Regions from separate parts of the Rattus norvegicus genome. Here region 1 is linked to region 2. Evidence: chromatin contacts called from public Hi-C data. All regions are on one chromosome and are shown on one strand. Each heading gives the region's core, a stretch centred on a gene start, on an enhancer-like site or on the middle of the called end of the contact. The rest is flanking DNA. Distances are from core to core; before and after follow the strand shown. Region 1 holds the start of Cyria (CYFIP related Rac1 interactor A). Region 2 has its middle 79 kb from the start of Cyria.

Region 1 (3,239 bases), core at 271-2,770, 79 kb after region 2:
GTGTCTGTGTGTCTGTATCTGTGTATCTGTGTCTGTCTCTCTTCCCCCCCCCCCTGTGTGTGTGTGTGTGTGTGTATGTGTGTGTGTCTGTGTGTGTCTGTGGTGTCTGTGTGTGTGTATCTCTCTGTGTATCTGTGTGTCTGTGTATCTGTCTCTCTCTGTGTGTGTGTGTGTGTGTGTGTGTGTGTGTGTGTGTGTGTGTTTCAGACAAACAAATCAAAGTTAAGGCCATGGCAAGAAAAAATTCTAATAGAATCATAATAACATAAAATAAACTGTCTTCAGAAAGACCAAAAAATATGGGCTAATGCAGATCAGGGAGGCTTTGAGAAACTTTTGCAGCCCAAGGACCATTTCCATGTGGAAGACTCTATTATTCTAACTAGACTGTGCCCGTCTAGACCCTGTCTGAATTCTTGCCAAAACTGAACCAAACACCCCACCACTAAGCAGTTCCTCCAAGCCTGTCAGAAACACAGACTGTCAGAGCCTCTGGAGACTTAGGCAGAGCAAATCCTTCATGGGGACTCATACTGGCCTGAAGCGAGAGGACAGAGCAATGCTTTCCCTGAAGCTACTTTCTTTGTGGGAGCCCCCAAACTCTCCTCCTGTTCCCAACCCTCAAATTCATTATCCAAAGAAGCCATGGTTGTCAGCACAAGACCTGACACACTGTGTATAAATTTTATAATGATCTTCTTTGGTTGGCTGACTGGGGAAAAGAGCAGCCAAACTAGGTGTCTGCAAGGCAAATGCACATGCAGGGGCTCTGACTCACAACCTGTTTGGCATAGCTCAGTCCTCTGGGCTTCCGGAATCTCCTGCTTTTTAACCTTCTCGGCAGATGTTTTAAAACAATGATCCCTGACAATGAGAGTTTAAGCTACTTTCTCCTTACACTGCAGAATTTTAGAATCAGTGTTTAGAAGACCGTTGCATTTCATGGGCTAGGTATTTGGGAAGACTTTTGGGGGACCCCATCCAATAACTATGGTCTTTAAGGCTGAGTGTGTGTTACTAGGATAGGCAAGGGAAGTGTTAAGAACAAGCAGGGTTCACCATCCAAAGTAACTTGGGCCCAGGGAGGGGGAGCTAAGTGTTTTGGGGTGATCTGGCATGAGCACTAGTGTCAGTATGAGTATATGCCAGTGACCTATGGGGATTATGTCTTTTGAGGGTTTTTCTTTGTATTTTGTTTGTTTGTTTGTTTGTTTGTTTCAAGGGGAAAGATAGGGATGGAGGAATTCAGGCCTCCTAGTGACCCAGGAAAGGCAAGTTACCCAGGCAGAGAGAGGGTTACCATTAGCTGGGAGGTAGTGCTAACTCCTGGGTGCAGCTCCTAGTGCCTAGCGGGCTAGAAGGGAACCCGGCCCTCTTGGTGACAGCGGGGTGGGATTCCCCGGCCAGGGCGGGGAGGGCGGGCCGTGGGGCGGGGCGGGGGCGGGGTGGGGCGGGGCTGGAAGCCGACTCTCGGGCTGCGGCTGCCGGGGGAGAGGCATCCACAGCGGCGGAGCGGACGGCTGAGCAGGAGCGAGGCGGCGACAGCGGCTGCGACTCTGGTGAGCGTGGTGCGGACGCGGCTAGGGCGCGGCAGGGAACCCGGGCTGGGACTCGCAGGGAAAGGTGCTGCGGAGGCGCGGGGGCCTCCCGGGCGCCGGACTTGGTGGAGCGAGGCGACAGTGGCTTTCCTCGCCGGGATCGCGACGCCCTGCAGCCCCGGGCGAGGGAGGGAAGCAGCTAGCTCACGACTCTCTCACGAACTGTTCTTGGTTCCCGAGCCAGAGGTCTGTGCGTCCATTGCTCCCTCTCTCCGTGTCTCTCTCCTGATTTATTTCTTTTCCAGAAGAGTCCCTTCACCCTTCAACCACTCCCATCTCTATCCCCCCCGCCCCCGAACCTTTATCTCCAAAGCTATTCTTCAGGAAGGCTCCCCGAACCTCTATCTCCAAAGCTATTCTTCAGGAGACCGGCGATCTTCCTCCTCCAGGATCCCCTGCGAGGGCCATTCCTCTGCTCCCCATATTTCTGTAGTCCCAAGGCGTGGATGAAGCCCGTCCTGGCCCCTGCACACCTGGACCCTTCTGCTGCCACCTGCCACAGAGGTGCTTAGCCAGCAGAGAAAGTGCTGTGCCTAGGATCTCCTCGCTTCCGGGGTATTCACTCCCCCTCATGCCAGAACTTCTAACTAGAGTCCAGCAGGAGGAGAGTTTTCCAAGCTGGAGCTTCGGGAACAATTTGACCCACTTCCCGAGGCATTGGTCTCAGGCCAGCCATGCTTTTTGGTAGACACACCTGTCTCGTTTGCCAGCTGAGAGACTGACAAGAACACCTCTTGACAAAATGTGCCAGCCTGTCCCCTATTCCTTTTCCAAGCTGTTAAACTTCTTGGCCTATGTCCCCAGAGACTCGGTCTAGGGCGTTTGCCATTTAAATCTACTAAAGCTCTCATGCTCACCCCCAACCCCCATCTCTGTGAAGATCCCCAGAATTCTGTCAGCCATCATTGGAAGAGGAAGGGTCCAATACTGATAGAGCCACCATTCTGCGTTCTGGACATAATTTCTTCTCCTATGTGGATGTTTATTCTGCCTGCTTCATAGAGAACCCAGGCTTATAGGATTCTCCTGAACCTTTGTGGTTTCCTTATTAGAAACTTTCACTACTCTGACCAATCACCACCTCCTCTAAATGGGCCCAGGCTATCTGCACAGTGTTGACTCCCCAGGACTCAGAGAAAGCTGGGCTAGGACCATGCACTTCGAGGACCTGTGCAGGGCAGCAAGAGGAGGGTGGCTCCCAGCCAAGCCTCAGCTTTGGGAAGACCAGCCTGTTAGAGTTGTTCCCAATCAGACTAAATTTCACACACTGATTCTGAGTGCTTCATGCAAAGAGAGGAGGCAGACCAGGGGCTGTTTTTCCTGCCTGTTTCTGACGGTCTTGTGTTGCTATGGTGACAGTTTTGCCTCTTCCTCCCCCTGACTCTTCTGGGAGCTGGTTTTTATTGGTCTGTTGTCCTGTCTTTTATGGTTCTAATTTCTTCTTTCTACTTGCTCTGAAATAAACAGTCATAAACATGGGCACTGGGCCCAGGCTGGGGGGCTGGCAGAATTCACCTCCCGCAGGCCCCTAACTCCTGTGAGGACAGAATACTGAATAAGAAGGAGTAGGATGAACCTGCCATCCTTGCTCTCAGCTTTGGGGAGGGGACAGTAGCATCCCAGGTGCGGTGCATGGTTGGT
Region 2 (3,126 bases), core at 151-2,650:
ACTCCCACTTGGTAGGGTGATGAAGGACTTTCTGGAGGCAATGAGCGGGTGTGAAAGTGAAGACTGGCAAGTGTCATAGTCTGGGATTCATGTGAGGTGTAAATCAGATCGTATCTCTGGCCTGCCATGAATTCACCTGACTTCCTTGCTTTTGCCCTGATGTGCTTTGCCTGGCCACTAGTCTGTCACCTCTCGAGCCTTCTCCATGATGGAAACTGCCAATCTCACCCCAGACCTAGAGCATCTGCACACCTCTCCTCTACCTGCCCTGAGCGCTCACCCTCGTAGCTAGTAGGAATTGCTTCTTTAGTGAAATCCTTCCTGACCACACTAATGGGCCTAATTCAAACTTGTCCTCTACCAAATTGCCCTACTAATTATCTTCGAAACATCCATTAGTGCCTCAAGTTGTCAGTGACCTATGCCTCTTGGTCTCTCTGCCTGTCTATTACTTTTCATTAAACTGTCAAGACCCCGGAGGTTGTTTCTGTGCTCTGCGTCCACAGTTCAAATCCTACCCTCTAAATTCCGGACTAGCTGATGGGAACTTTGGATGGAGACTCTGATTATTTGTAGAAAACTACGTGTAGCAAGGCAGACTGAGATGGAGCCCACCTGACGGAAATTTAGAGGGAGGATGCCAGTCTCCTCTAGCGTTAGTAAAATCAAACACAGGACTTAAATGGCAAGTGGCCTAATGTGCTAGAAGATGCTAGAAGGGAGGAATTTCAGATCCTGTGTGCCTTTTCTGCCCCTTCATCTGGTCACACAGACTAAGAAATTCCCTTTTCCCTCCCTGGATTCGGCTTCGTCTAAGAAATAAGTGGTTGAGGCTGTACTAGTTTCTAAACTACTCTTTAGCTCTCAGCTTCTAGAAGGTAAACTTTCAGCACCCCCATCACGCGCACGCGCGCACACAAACACACCCACACACACACACACGCGCGCGCACACACACATATATAACCCTGTTGCCCTTCAGCCACTTTTTCAGGGACAGTGGGACATCTGCTGAACACCACCCTGGAGCCTCATACCCAGCAACTGCAAAGCCAATGGACTTACTTCACGTTCCCCGAGAATTGTAACTACTCCATTTGACCACCAGAGGGCATCACTTACCAAGACACCGCAGTCCACCAGAAGGTCGTTTGAATGCCCTTGAAGCTTGATGATCTGCAAAACTGTAACTCAGACAGATATTTTGCAAAGGCGGTGGGGTGCTAGCTCCCCGAGGGATGAGAAGGAATTCACACATAATCAAATAGCAGAGAAAGGTAAAATGTGGGGAGGAAGCTAAGGAAAACAGGCTCTTCCCAGAGTGTTTGCATAGTCAGGCTGCATGGGCTAGGTGGGGGGTGGGGCTGAACTCTACCTCAGTACTCACTCTGACCTACCAGTTCCCCACACCCCCACCTCTGCCTCCTTGACCCGGCACTACCCAGCACAACCTCCTCCCACAGCTGTGAACTCCAGGCCAGGAGGATGTTGCAATCTTTGTTTTGAGGGGGAACACACACTCACAAGACAGTTGTTTCTCTGGCCCAAGGGGTTTGGCCTGCGAGCCCTGCAGCTGTTTCTACATGAGCTGAAGGCAGACAGGGTTAGAGACAAAATCAAGAGGTTATCTCATCAGAGCCTGGCTCTACCGCTCATAAATTCATCAAATTCCAATGCACTCTGCATCTATGCCAGGCCTCCAGGAGACAGAGTGGTCCCATTTCCCGTTACCACCGGATTAACAGGCAAACAGAGGTGGCCAATAGGTAAAGGTCAGATGATAGAGACAGGACAAGTGGTCCTCCAAGAGGAGGGCAGTATCCTCTCAATCCAGTGGAGGGTCTGATTGGTCAGGCTGATGTAGCTGAATGAGTGAAAGGGGAAAGAAATAAAGGAATATGACCGCCCCTAGGAATAGTGGAGGAGAAAGGTTATGGTAGATAAAAGGGAGAACATTACCAGAAGTGGACACATCTGGGAGAGTCCAAAGGATTGGAGAGGGTAGTAACCAAAATGGCTGGGTTATATAGAGAAGAGCCTCTGGGGGGTTAATGCAGCCCAGTGCCTGGAGAGTTCAGACTATAGGGTAGTCCCCGAAGGCCATGAGAGATGCCGGGGAGAAGAATCTGGCTGATGGGTCTGCTGTGATATGTTAAATAAGCACTATCAGCCATTTGTCTTGTAGCAGTGTAAGAGATTTAACACTGATCCGGATGACAAGGGAACTGAGAACAGAAGGGTGGGAACAGGACAGGGGTGCTGAGAACAAAGGCATCTGGCCATTAGAAAAGCCTGGGGCTTTGGAGGGAGAGAATTTTGATATAGCTGGGACTTTGATCGTAACCGAAGGGACATCTAGTGCAGAGACAGGGTGCTAAAGAATGGGCAGCAGGTAATCCCTGTGTGGTACTGGAAAGTGGTCCCACATTATCTGCATGATTCATAGTTATCATGGTGCTTTAAGTAGGAGAAGGGCATAGCCAATCTTGTGGCAAGGTGGTTGCTGTGGTACAATACTGAGATAGGTGGTTCGAAGCTGCTTCAGTGAAGACCTAAGCCAAACTTATAGGTGGCTGTTCTACAGCTTCATGAAGATGTCTGACTCAGAGGTGAGGCTATACAACCACAGGAAGCCTGAATAGTATTGCTTGCCAGCAATGTCAGCCAAAGAAAAACAAATCCCCTTTCTTGGTCAAAAGTATCCTTTTGATGATGCCATGGAAGAGTGACCCTCAAGATGTAATTTATGTGTAAATTAGCCTGTGCTCTCTCAAGCTGACAGACGAGGATATTTGAAGATCTTGTCATCTCCCCTCTTTGTTCACTGATATTTTCTGATGAAATTGTTTGAAAATCCCAAGTTTAATATGCCCTGGAACTGTTGGAACCGCAGCTGTATGCAGTGTCATTTCCCACTTAGGAAGTCACTGGCCTCAGTGAAGCATCATAAATGCACAGAGGGGCCAAAGCCCGAATCAAAGGGCAGAAAATAAAATAGGGGACGATGAAGCAGAGAGGGTCATACTTTCTTTCACAGTTGTTTTTACTTAGTGTTTATATCACATCTCCTCAGAGTGGAGATGGCCCTCCTCTGTGCTCCTCATCAGAGATAACTCAGAAGCAGGG

What was found. Hi-C and Micro-C count contacts between places; a contact is called where the count stands out from the background.
Region 1: a Hi-C map of Schwann cells shows a contact between it and region 2, with 5 times the contacts expected there. The contact joins the promoter of Cyria here to the enhancer-like site in region 2. A contact is called at or near these places in 5 of 12 Hi-C or Micro-C datasets (the Rat2 cell line, Schwann cells, frontal cortex and 2 more).

Annotation. Positions count from the first base shown.
Region 1 is chr6:40,772,674-40,775,912 of GRCr8, forward strand. It overlaps Cyria (CYFIP related Rac1 interactor A), which reads left to right and starts at 1,521. Exons shown (of 12, transcript NM_001106718.2): 1 at 1,521-1,559.
Region 2 is chr6:40,693,666-40,696,791 of GRCr8, forward strand. No RefSeq gene overlaps it. Among named protein-coding and RNA genes, the nearest start is that of Cyria, 79 kb to the right of the region's middle. Within about 2 kb of position 1,401, at least 17 of the 93 cell types and tissues checked have an H3K27ac peak or open chromatin away from gene starts, as enhancers often do.